Linked DNA regions of Zea mays: region 2 is linked to region 1. Evidence: chromatin contacts called from public Hi-C data. All regions are on one chromosome and are shown on one strand. Each heading gives the region's core, a stretch centred on a gene start, on an enhancer-like site or on the middle of the called end of the contact. The rest is flanking DNA. Distances are from core to core; before and after follow the strand shown.

Region 1 (6,086 bases), core at 1,994-4,493:
TAACGATTGAAACTATGTTATAATTGTCCACAAATGATACATGTAGGTCTACATAGTGTCCCCGTTGGCACTCGGCAAAGAGCCTGACATGGGGACCCTCCCTGGCGGGCTCTTTGCCGAGTGTCCCCGTTGGCACTCGGCAAAGACGGCGGCTTTGCCGAGTGCTGCCTGGAAGACACTCGGCAAAGATATCTTCTTTGCCGAGTGTCACCAGAGACACTCGACAAAGCCACCGTCTCCGTCACCCGGCGCCGTAACGGCCGCTTTTCTTTGCCGAGTGCTCTCTGGCACTCGGCAAAGAAGGCTTTGTCGATGCACTGTTTGCCGAGCCTTCCACTACACGACGGTTTACTTACAGCGACCTACGGTTGGTTGCTAAAACGGCCTTCAGCGACCTACGGTTGGTCGCTAAAAACTTTTAGCGACCCATAAGGATGGTCGCTGTAAGTGCCGTCGCAAAAGGCTTTAGCGACCGACATCTTTTTAGCGACCGACTGTCCGTTGCTAATATTGTATATTTAGCGACCAACCGTGGATTGTTGTACTATAGATTTAGCAACCAACTGTAAGTCGTCATACTATACATTTAGCAACCAACAGAAAGTCGCCATTTTTACAGTTGTTATTAATAATAATATATATTTAATTAAGCACTACAAATCACAGATTTTTATACACAAATCATAAAGACATACACAGTTAATCAGTATAACACAGTCATAGATCCATCACATAAACACAAAAGCACCACAATTATATATTCACAAAAGCATCACAATTATAATATCATTCACAACGTTGCAAATTTCTCTTTTGGAGAAAATACAAAACAAAATATCTAGCTGCATCCATCCAAAAGAACTTTTGATCTTTCTTGTTGTAGCATCCATAGGCACCACCGCGATCTGCTTGCTATTGTCATCATGGAGTAAACAAGTGACTTACTACCTCTAGGACCTCCCTCCTGACAAAATTAAAACCCAAATCATTAGTAGACTACTTAGAAATCCATTCCAAAATAACACATGTTGCACGTGCTTAGGCCCGGCCCTGCTACCCTTACTATGCACTGCTCTAATAATGATTATATATAGTACCATTTCAAATGCACTCACAACAAAAATGTGTATACTCTTACCAAGTCGCCCTCCTCATGTACTGCTTCCAGGAATCACTCCCTGCTTCTCGTCCACCACCAGCTGCTTTTTCTCCACCAAATGCTCCACCAATTTCAGCACCATTAGTAGGTATGTTCACATTCACTATACCACAATCACTACCATGGGGCCTGCATAATAAGAGAACAAACAGTGAGGCTTATTGGCAATCAAAAAATATAACCGAAAGGACCCCACAAAAGATGAGAACATTTTGCAATAAATATTCAAATTTCAAAATATGTTAAATAGGGTTTATTTTGTGGCCGAGTATGGTTAAATGTTTATGACATGTATGGAAACTCCAGCTGAGCTTACTGCTTTACTGGATATTATCAGATTGAATATATGATATTGGCACGCAAAAAAGACATGATTTTTTGTCCTAGAGAAGGGACTAGCTGAATAGTGTGCTGTGTGAATATACCAACCAAAATGAAAAACAGTGAACCAGACTTTCTTAAGCTATACCTTGTAAACCAAAATAACTACCATTCAATTAAGCAAAAACTAGAATGCTACCGATGCAGTACCACCAGTCCACCACACTGTCCACACAGGCATCTAATGCAAAAGAGGGATGAGCAATACAGCTCGCATTTGCTTTCCACAAATACAGAGACATCCTTTGTTCAATACCAATTAAATTCTCGGTATCATTGAGCTACTTACCCGAGCCACTTAAAAATAATATCTGGCCTCTTTGTAAATATAGAACTGCTCAATCCTTGAGGAACAGAGTTATTGATTTCAATTGCTTCCTTCAAGGTCTGTAGGAAACACAAACCTCATGGATATTAGACACAGTAGTTCTCAATTGTAGAAATTAGAACAGATACAAAATACAAAAAAAACATAATATTGAACTATATGCTACCTGAAGTAATAAACTATTGGCTCAAGCAGTCAACTCTAATTAACTAGAATTTATGTCGATATAACATGTGATCAACTGCACCCACCACGCTTAAATGCATTTAGTATGCACAATAAGGCGCTCATGCAGGGTACCTAAAACCGCTAGCCACAAAATATATGAACCTGATTTCTTGTGCTTGTAAAAGGATAATAGCAAATGCTGCCAACAGCTGGTAGACGAATATTTCTCAGTTGGACATGAGACATGTAGATTAAAACAAAAGCATAGTTGCAGGAGCCCACAATGCATGCAAAACTTTGAGTTCGGAATTTTGGCAGACACTTAAAGGGCCCGATTTGACAAGGAGGATGCTCTGGGAATATTTCGCACTCCTATGTGTGTTGATAGTTCAAATTTTGAACCAAATCTCAAGGACTTGGATCCCAGTGCTTCTATCCAGAGAAACCCACGTGTACGTTGTTGTACCCTACTACCAAATGCAACCAGCAATTTGAAAAAAAAGGAAATACCCATTGCTCCCAGAGTTCTGGTTCCATGCTTGAGCGCGAGCAGAAGAAGAGTGGGAACAGGACAAGCAAGCCTAATAATTTACTAGGAAAACTGAAAGGTAATACGACAGCAGAGAAAACTCGGGATGCACACACACAAAGATACAGAACTACTACTACTACAGAAGAACTGAACGGACAGGCAGCAACCTTGCAAAATTGCAAGGCTCTGAGAATGCCCTCGTCACGGTAGGTTCAGGACGCGCAGCAAATGCATCCCCAGGAGGAGCGTGGCGACGGCGTCGTGCGGTACGGTTTCAGAACCGGCTGGCCTGTGGCATTTTCGGGAGGGGCCGTGCAAAATCCACACGGATTTGAGCAAGAACAGTAAACCCATCCGGACGCCTGCCACAAAAGCTGATCCCGGAACCTGTTGGACGGGAGATGGTGGAGGAGCGGGTGCGGCTGTGGGCGGGTCGGGTGCGAGGAGCCCGAGGGGAGAGCGAGTGGTGGTGATGGTGAACTCCCACCAGCTGCTCCATTTCCTCCGGCGAGAAGAGGGAGGAGGGAGGGAGGAGGGGGCCGGCGCCCGGCGGCGTACCTAGCGTCCTGGCGGCTCTGGACTCTGGCCGGAGTCTGAAGTCTGGGTGACATTGTAGCGGCTGCCGACTGAGGACGGCTAGGCGGCTGGCAGGGCAGGAGAGATTTGACATTATGAAACGCGACGGATGCGGCTTCAACGAAATAGAGGCTCAGACGAGGGTTTCTCCATTATAGAAAAGCTGAGCATAGTCAACACTCTAAAATAGACATGCCAACTCTATTAACAGATTCAGAGCAGTATTAGTCTCGTTGAAACCGGGTTCCGTCTTAGCGCCGTCGTCGTCAGTTCTCCTCCATCCCCGTCGCGTTCTCCATCTCCGTCGCTTTCTACTTCATCTCTGTCGTGTTCTCCTTCGCGCGGCAGCCGGGCGCCGCTGCCTCCGACCAAGACTTCGCGCGGCAGCCATACCCGTCGCGTTCTCCACGACCTCGACCTCGTCCTCTTCGTCTTCCTCGTCGGCCTGCTGCTCGGCGAGGCGGCGGCGGGCGTCGTGAGACACGAGTACCACCTCACCCCCAAGGATGGCGACCTGACGAGCCAGGTCGTGCTGCTGAACGGCAGGGCGTTGGCCACCGACGCGGCGGGGAACATCCCCGCCCTGGAGGCGGTCGAGGTGGACGCGGCGCGGCCCATCGCCGTCACGCCCTACTCCATCGTGTTCGCTCGCGTTCCGCATTTCAGTGCCCCGGCGTGTAGGGTAGAGTAGCGGTTTAGATGGGTAGATTCATAATGGGTTTGCCGTGATTGGTGATGATGGACAGCTAAGCTTTCCATCTGGTGAGATGAGGTGAAGTGAGGTGCAAGGCATCTGTCGAAAGAGAAGGGATGCAATGCAATGGGGGTGAGTTTGTTTTCTTTTTACTCCTGGAATTGTAAAAGGTCGAAGAAATTCATGATGATCAGCGATGGGAAGGGGAAAAAACTCGTTCCCGTTTGTCTCTGTTCATGGTTGGAAACACCACTGAAATCGACGTAAGAACGGTACTAACCAAATTTGCTGAGCTCAAGGAAAGCATCAACTTCTCAAAAAGAGCAGGAAAAAAAACGGAAAGCATCTAAGAACAACTTTGCCTAGAACCAAAGAAATGCCAGAATATTGTGAAGCACCGAGAAAATAAGAGAACTCGATCTGGCTTCAAGTTTAAGGTTCTTTTATGAACTTGTCGGCAACAGCTATGACAGTACAAACAGCAATCGTATAACGCAGAGCACGACATTGGATGATTGGAAATGGGCACCAGCAGAACAGGCCAATACGGACTGTGATTTACCACCAGTACAATGCAACAATCATCATGTATCATCGCCATCATGTTCAAAAAAAAGGTTTCAGCATCATCGCCATCATCGAGGGACTAAGAAAAATTGCCAGACGCAGGACATCGGTTCTCTTCTACGTGGAGCTACAGGGAGTAAGAGTAAGGCTAACAGTAAAACGCGCCTCCGGCTCCGGGAGGCCCAAAGATTGAATGTGCGAACAGCAGCAGCAATCCTGAAACAAAAATACAGCAGTGCAGCTAGGCGGCGACTAGCGCACAGTACACAAAAAGAACTGGCGATTTGGCAGGAGTTATTCGATATTGTCCACGGTCGGTCGGGAGATCGTATACTTCTGCTGTGTGCTTGGTGTTGCCCCTTTTTACAGGTACTTGAAGAGCAGGCCACCCTGGGTGGCAAAGAAGGGGGCAAACACGAGGGACTCCACGGCCATGAGCTTGATGAGGATGTTAAGGGACGGGCCGGAGGTGTCCTTCAGGGGGTCACCGATAGTGTCACCGATCACAGCGGCCTTGTGGCAGTCAGACCCCTTGGGGCCAAGGGTCCTCGCGTGCTCCAGATGCTCCAGATGCTGCCGCCGAATTAAGGACAAGCAGGGAAGAAGAAGCAGGGACAAGGCTCCAGATCAAGGACAAGGCTCCAGATGCTGCCGCCGCACCGAGCCAAGGCCGCCGCCGACTCCAGGCTCATCGTGCCGTGGGCGCCGCAGGCCGCCGTGCTGCGGCACCCGGCCGTGGGCGCGTTCGTCACGCACTCCGGCTGGGGTCCGTCGTCGAGGGCATGGCCGGCGGCGTGCCCATGGCCTGCCGCGACCCGCTGATGAATGCGCGTGCGGTGCTGTTGAAAGGATGAGGAAGACGGCTGCTGCATTCCAGATAAATTTGCGCAGGAAGAGAAGAGAAAAGAACGACGGCTGCCAGGAGAGAGGTAACGGATGTAGACGACGTCAGTGTCCATGATTTTAATCAAAGAGGTTACCAAGTAATGGAGTGTTCTTGTTCGTTTTAGCGAGTGGCCTATTCTCTGCTTTTCCATATCAGCTAATCCCCTGCCTACGCCTCCAAAACGTCGAAGCCGCACGTGAGAATCTCCATAATAGCAAATTTCTCGCAGGGCTGAGGACGTGTAGGGTTTGAGGACGGCCCAAGAAGGCCCATTAATTCTATAGCGACCCACCGCTAGTCCCGACGATATCTATAGCGACCAACCATAAGTTGTTAAATTTTTAGACTTGTAGCGACCAACCGACCGTTGCTACAAAAAGATTTAGCGACTGACCGTCGGTCCCTAACCTTTAGCAACCAACAGTTGGTACCTAATAAGGGTCGCTAAAGATCAACCATCGTGTAGTGTTCTTTGTCGAGTGTCACACTCGGCAAAGCCTTTGCCGAGTGTTTTTAAGACTTCGCCGAGTGCTTCAGGCACTCGGCAAAGCGATTGATTCCGGTAGTGTAAGGTGTAGCTTAGTTGGTTAAAATAAACTGAGTGTAGCTTAGGCCCTATTTGGAAGCAACCTATTTTTTAAGAATAAACTTTCTGGGTGCAAGAAATTGTTTTATGAAAAAAAAAGCTAACTATTGGTTTTTAGAACCATCTTCATAAACTGGTTTTAGATAGGGAAGGCTAGCTTCTTGTTTTTTAAGAAAATGATAATCCATCTAGTTCCTATAAAATAGGGC
Region 2 (6,086 bases), core at 991-3,490, 130 kb before region 1:
TGTCCGGTGCGCCTTCTGCGCCTGCTCTGACTTCTGCGCGCGCAGTCGCGCACTGTAGCGTTGCAGACGACCGTTGGCGTGGACGACCGTTGCTCCGCTTGGCGCACCGGACAGTCCGGTGAATTATAGCGGAGTGGCCTCCCAAATTCCCGAAGGTGGCAAGTTTGGAGTTGGATTCCCTGGTGCACCGGACACTGTCCGGTGGCACACCGGACAGTCCGGTGCGCCAGACCAGGGCTGCCTTTGGGTTGTCTTTTGCTCTTTTTATTTGAACCCTTTCTTGGACTTTTTATTGGTTTGTGTTGAACCTTTGGCACCTGTAGAACTCATAATCTAGAGCAAACTAGCTAGTTCAATTATTTGTGTTGGGCAATTCAACCACCAAAATTCATATAGGAAAAGGTGTAAGCCTATTTTCCTTTCACCAAGCTTATGGGCTTGCAATTTCAGGTGGTGTATAAAAAGGGAATAGAGAATGTAGTAGCGGATGCATTATCAAGGAGGGAGCATATGATGGGGTTGTCTGTTCTCTCTGAAATTCAACCTATATGGATTCAAGAAGTAGTGAACTCCTATGCCACAGATGAGGAGGCACAACAATTGATCACTCAACTGTTAATTCAGAGCCCGGACGAGCAGGGGTTTTCTTTGCAGCAAGGTATTATAAGAAAAGCAAACTGAATCTGGATCGGATGCAATTCAGCCTTGCGTACTAAACTAATTGCAGCACTGCATGATAGTGCAGTTGGGGGGCACTCTAGAATTCAAGCCACATATCAGAGGGTAAAGAAGGTGTTCTGGTGGAAGGGTTTGAAGAATGATGTGACACAGTATGTGCAGCAATGTGCAGTCTGCCAAAAGGCTAAGGCTGAGAGGGTGCACCCAGCAGGGCTGCTACAGCCTTTACCAGTTCCACAAGGTATTTGGGAAGAGGTGACTATGGATTTCATAGAAGGATTACCAAAGTCTGAAGGGTTTGATACCATTCTGGTAGTGGTGGATAGATTCTCGAAATACAGTCATTTTCTTCCTCTAAAGCACCCTTTTACTGCTAAAGGTGTTGCCCAAGTATTTCTCGAGAATGTGGTGAAGTTGCATGGGGTCCCAAGGTCTATAGTGTCTGACAAAGACAAGGTTTTCACCGGTGCCTTTTGGAAAAATCTATTCCAACTTATGGGAGTGAAGTTGTTAATGTCCACTGCATATCACCCTCAAACTGATGGTCAGAGTGAGTGTGTGAATCAGTGCTTGGAAATGTATCTCAGGTGTGTTGTGCATGACCAACCTAACAAGTGGAAGAGCTGGATCGCTTTAGCTGAGTACTGGTATAATACTACTTATCATTCGGTGCTGGAGTGTACACCCTTCGGTGTTGTATGGGTATGAAGCACCATTGCTGATTACACCAAAACTGTTGGGAATTGAAGATAGGGAGATAGCTGACTGGATTGCTGAAAGGAATGCCTTTTCAGTCATGTTAAAGGAGCAGTTAGCACGAGCTCAGCTTCGCATGAAGCAGTATGCTGACAAGGGCAGAACTCCCAGGGAGTTTCAAGTGGGTGATCTGGTTTTGCTGAAATTACAACCTTATGCACAAAAGACTGTGGTGAACCGACCCTGCCCTAAATTGGCATTTAAGTACTTTGGTCCTTTCAAGGTGATATCGAGGATTGGGGTGGTGGCATACAAGCTGGAATTACCTGGGGATGCACAAGTACATCCGGTCTTTCATGTGTCACAACTGAAGCCATTTTTGCCCTGTTATTCTCCAATTTTCTCAGAGCTACCTACTGTGGTGGATTTGTTTCAAGGGGGTATAGAGCCAGAGCAGATCCTGGATCGAAGGATGGTGAGAAAGGGCAATCGAGATATTGTTCAAGTGTTGGTGAAATAGACTAGGGTGCCTAAGGAAGCTGCAATATGGGAGGATTATTCAGTGGCCAAGGCAAGGTTTCCGGAGGCAAACGCTTGGGGACAAGCGTTATCTAAGGTCCGGGGAGATGTCATGACTGAAGATGCAGCCTAAAGTAGATCTGTGGGAAATGGGAGTGGTGCGAGAGGATGGTCGAATGAGGTCAGTCAGGCAATTTCTATTTCGCTATTATGGAGATGGTAATCGAGTCTGTAATGGAATTGTGGGCTGCTTAGGCCGTATAAGTGCCATCTTGGATCGTAATTAATAGGTCAGGGGAGTTGATGGTGTGCCTATATATATTATACTCGTGCGTCTTGTGGCAGACATGCAAAATGAGAAAAGGAATCTAATCAGTTTCAACCGTCGAAACACTTGCCTCTGTTCTTCTCTGCTTGTGCTTGCGTTGATTCCATCGCTGGCCAAGGGTCGTGACTCGTGACACGACCCCAGGAATTAGCTCGGGCTGCCGTGCTGCCTGCTTGCTGGCGTCCCAGCAGGCCGAGTCCTGCTTTTCTCTCCCAGTCTCCCTCCGGCGCCCCAATGCCGAGCTGCGGCCACTACGCGTCGCCGCCGGCTCTAGCGTTGACCCGAAGGTGAGGTATTTCAGACCTACTTTTGCGTTTAGTGGTAATCGACAACGTGGGTTGGGTGAGAGACATCGAGCGAGCGATTAGCTCGCGGAGAATTTCGCCCATTGGACACTTGCAAGCTTGAGGAGCAGAGACAGTACGGAAGCACTGTTCTTTGAGAAATGTGAAGATCTCTCTGTAGATTCTCGTATGTATATGTGCTGGCCATCTCCAGCAGAGAACTGTTTTACATAGAGTAGAGTTTGAAATAAACGGTGAGATAGGGAGTATGATATGGAGATAGTCTTAGGTGCGTCTTATTCTTCAACAGTTTGTTCCATGACTAGCTGCCGTTGGAGTGTTACAAAGAATGACTGATGCAGACCTGAACTTGGTGCGTTAAGGTGCCATGGCTAATTTTGCGATAAATACCCATCTTTAGTATGCTCTGAATGTGGCCTGGACTACAAGAACATGTAGTTAATCTACACTAGTTGGGGTTTACCCAGCGGTGGAGTGCCTGATATGGCTCACGCCATACCTTCCCTTCACCCGCACGCCGCACCGCACTCTTGTTTCTTCGACGCCTGCCACCACCATTCTAGCTCTCCTCTCCAGCTCCATCCGCAGCCTGTGCTCACCACCATTATAGCTCTCCTCTCCAGCTCCATCCGCAGCCTGTGCTCGCGGCTCGCCAGCTCTGACACTGAGCTCCACCTTCTCCAATCTCCTGCTCCTGTATGGCGTGCGCCACTGCGGTTGTTGGCCCTTCTCGGTGTGGTCGCCCCTTTGCGCTCATGCGGCACAGCGGCAACTCTCTCCGCTCCTCCCTCTCCAACTCCAACATGCAGCATCTCAGCGTGACAACGTCCATCTTCCTCCCCCGGCCATACCTTGTTTCTGGGGTGTGCTCTGCCACTGGGTTTACCAAATACAGAAGATGGACTAAAATTAGACTGCTTTGCTATTACTATGAATCACATGGGTGTCTGGCCGTCGGAGATAAGGTGGCCGTCGGATGTTTGTTAGTTTACTGTAGTGTGGAGGACATTGGAAACGCCCTGTTCTTTTCTCTGAGCTAAATCGGATAGTTTGAGGAATATTGTGTGAAAATAGGAGCAACAAGTTTTATGGCGCAGTTGTAAAGTTGCATTTTGAACTGCTATTGCACCTCGTCAGCAATGAGGTGAATAAGTAATAAAACATTTATATAAATGATAGCAATGAAATGGGAAGAGAAACAAACCATTTGAAAATGCCCAGGTTCTCTGTTGGATCTTCATGTCATGCTTTTCATTTTGACGAAATGTGTTTCATCAAGTTTCACCAGAATGACTATGTCGCTGCAGGTTGTCAACGACTCAACGGGGAAGATTTTCGTCCCATGAATGACCTAATTCAACTATACATGACAGCTTTTCTGGAAGGAAACAATGAGGTTCTTGGTGTAGTTGAGAAGGCAATCGCTGCTGTGGAAAAAGAGAACAGTAGAGTAGCTTATCAACTTGAAAGTATTACAACTGAAATAAATTCTGGGAAGGAAAAATTTATTCGCTTAAATGCCAATCTGGAGAATTTCCGGAAACAGGCTGAAAAGGACGGTGCCAAGTTTACATCAAATATACGGGTGGATGTTGTCCAGAGCCTGTTACCTCTGGTTGATAGTTTTGAGAAAACGAAATTAGAGAACACCCCAGGGACTGAGAAGGAGCAAATGGTCAGCACAAGCTATCAAGGCATATACAAGCAGTTAGTTGAAACGCTAAGATATTTGGGTGTAGGAGTTGTGGAAACAGTTGGCAATCCGTTTGATCCTTTGGTAAGTAATATTTACCCTTCCGTCACCTGTTTGATTCTCATTGACTGGGTCTCTCTCCCTAAAACATTGTATGCAAACAACATATTGGATCCTTTTGAACACGCAAAAAGAATTATGTTCGAGTATTAACAAGCGCATAATAATACCTAGGTTTTTATGGCCTGTTTCATACTCATGGGATCAAGCTTAGCTTTCACACAGTTTCCTGCATCTATGTTGCAGTACATCTCTTTTGATCTAAATAATATTGGGTATTTGGCAGAAAAACAAATGGGCATCCACTTTCAGTGTTTACAGCTAGAAAGTATGATCTGCATGAGAGTCGAACAGTGTTACTTTTATGTTCATCATATATGCACCACTGTGGGGGCTCATTCTTAATGTTTTCTTATGCAGGTCCATGAGGCCATCTCACGAGAAGCATCCATGCAATTCAAGGCAGGGATTGTCATGCATGAAGTCCGCAGAGGGTTCCATTTGAAGGAGAGGATGCTAAGGCCTGCTACTGTGAAAGGTCTCAACTGGCTCTGGCAAACAAAGTGCAAGCTCATAGAGGAGGGCAAAGATGCCGCTCTGTGGATCTGATCAAACGACTATCAGGAACTGATAGACAAATAAAGGACCTCTCCTTCTGAGCAGCATTTTTCTGTTCATAACATGGCGGATGTGTTCGGTCTCAAATGAGACAGGTCACCTATATATGTTGTTGCCAGCGAATTGCTGTTACTTGTAAATTGTAATCTGCTAGAATTTTGCCCACCAAAAGAGAGGGTGTAACATTGCACATACATACCGGCTTTATATTGACTTACTTTCTCGAACTAAGAACTTCTTCGGTTATTCTAATTACATATGGATTAAAGTGTATTGGAATGGATTATGATAATTTTGACATGTTATAGATTTTAAATCGACTTAATACTACTCAATCCACATGGTTAAAATCCACATGGTTTAACGGTGAAAAAAAAAACTATAAAGGCTTATTCGGTTAGAGGTAGATTGAGGGTGATTGGAGGTGGATAAATTGGAGGTGGATAAATTCTTGAATAGGAGGGGATTTATTTATCTCCAATCCCTCCTAATCCACCACAAGGACTAAGACGGTTTTTTCATGAATTCCATCTATCTTGCTATTGAGGTATTTGGATCTTTTTCACACATTCACATCTTGATTAAAAAAGGAAGTTTGTTTACCCAAAAAAAAACACTACACCTATCCGAAGGCATTTGCGTCGATTCTTACCAAACAAGCTTTAGAAGCCACAAACCACACAACTTACAGCGCAACAAGAACATAGATATAACAAATAAACAATTCTATTTCGGAATATAGAACTGTTTATAAATGAAGACATGTTTCAGACGAATACTATGTCGTGCTTAGGTCAATTCCTTTGAATTACGTGGCAGCTATACGACAACTTTTTACACCGCTGTCGGGCAAGGCAGGGAGTCAAAGAACTGTTTCATACGAATATCTGCTCTTTGAGCTGCCGACGCAGACCCTGGTATTACAGAAGGGAAAGTGCTTCGCGTAGGATGCACCCGTACAAAAGCCCCAATATGCATGGCCTGGAACATACAAGTGAAAGAGCTGCTGCTGGCGCACAAGTATACGGGTTTCCAGTTTATAGGCACGATCAGGTGTTTTATTTCTGCCTATGCAAGTGTAACTGGTCTATTTATCAGTCGAACTCCAGAACAGTTTCAGGGATACGAGCGCCTCAGAAGAACTTCTCATAGTCTTGAGGTTGCTGGTCCCAAACCTCCATAAAACCTG

Evidence for each region. A called contact is a pair of places that touch in the nucleus more often than the background predicts.
Region 2: a Hi-C map of ear shows a contact between it and region 1, with 2.5 times the contacts expected there. The contact joins the promoter of LOC103641649 here to the promoter of LOC103641646 in region 1. A contact is called at or near these places in 3 of 25 Hi-C or Micro-C datasets (ear and leaf).

What each region holds. Positions count from the first base shown.
Region 1 is chr10:119,472,657-119,478,742 of Zm-B73-REFERENCE-NAM-5.0, reverse strand. LOC103641646 (aldehyde dehydrogenase family 7 member A1) reads right to left here and starts at 3,243. Exons shown (of 4, transcript XR_560424.4): 1 at 3,127-3,243; 2 at 1,830-1,927; 3 at 1,139-1,288; 4 at 734-964.
Region 2 is chr10:119,601,651-119,607,736 of Zm-B73-REFERENCE-NAM-5.0, reverse strand. It overlaps LOC103641649 (protein GrpE), which reads left to right and starts at 2,240. Exons shown (of 3, transcript XM_008664980.3): 1 at 2,240-2,508; 2 at 3,834-4,303; 3 at 4,700-5,124. The coding sequence starts at 3,869. The coding sequence ends at 4,888. LOC100382467 reads right to left here. Exons shown (of 5, transcript NM_001175207.1): 5 at 5,609-6,083. The coding sequence ends at 6,031.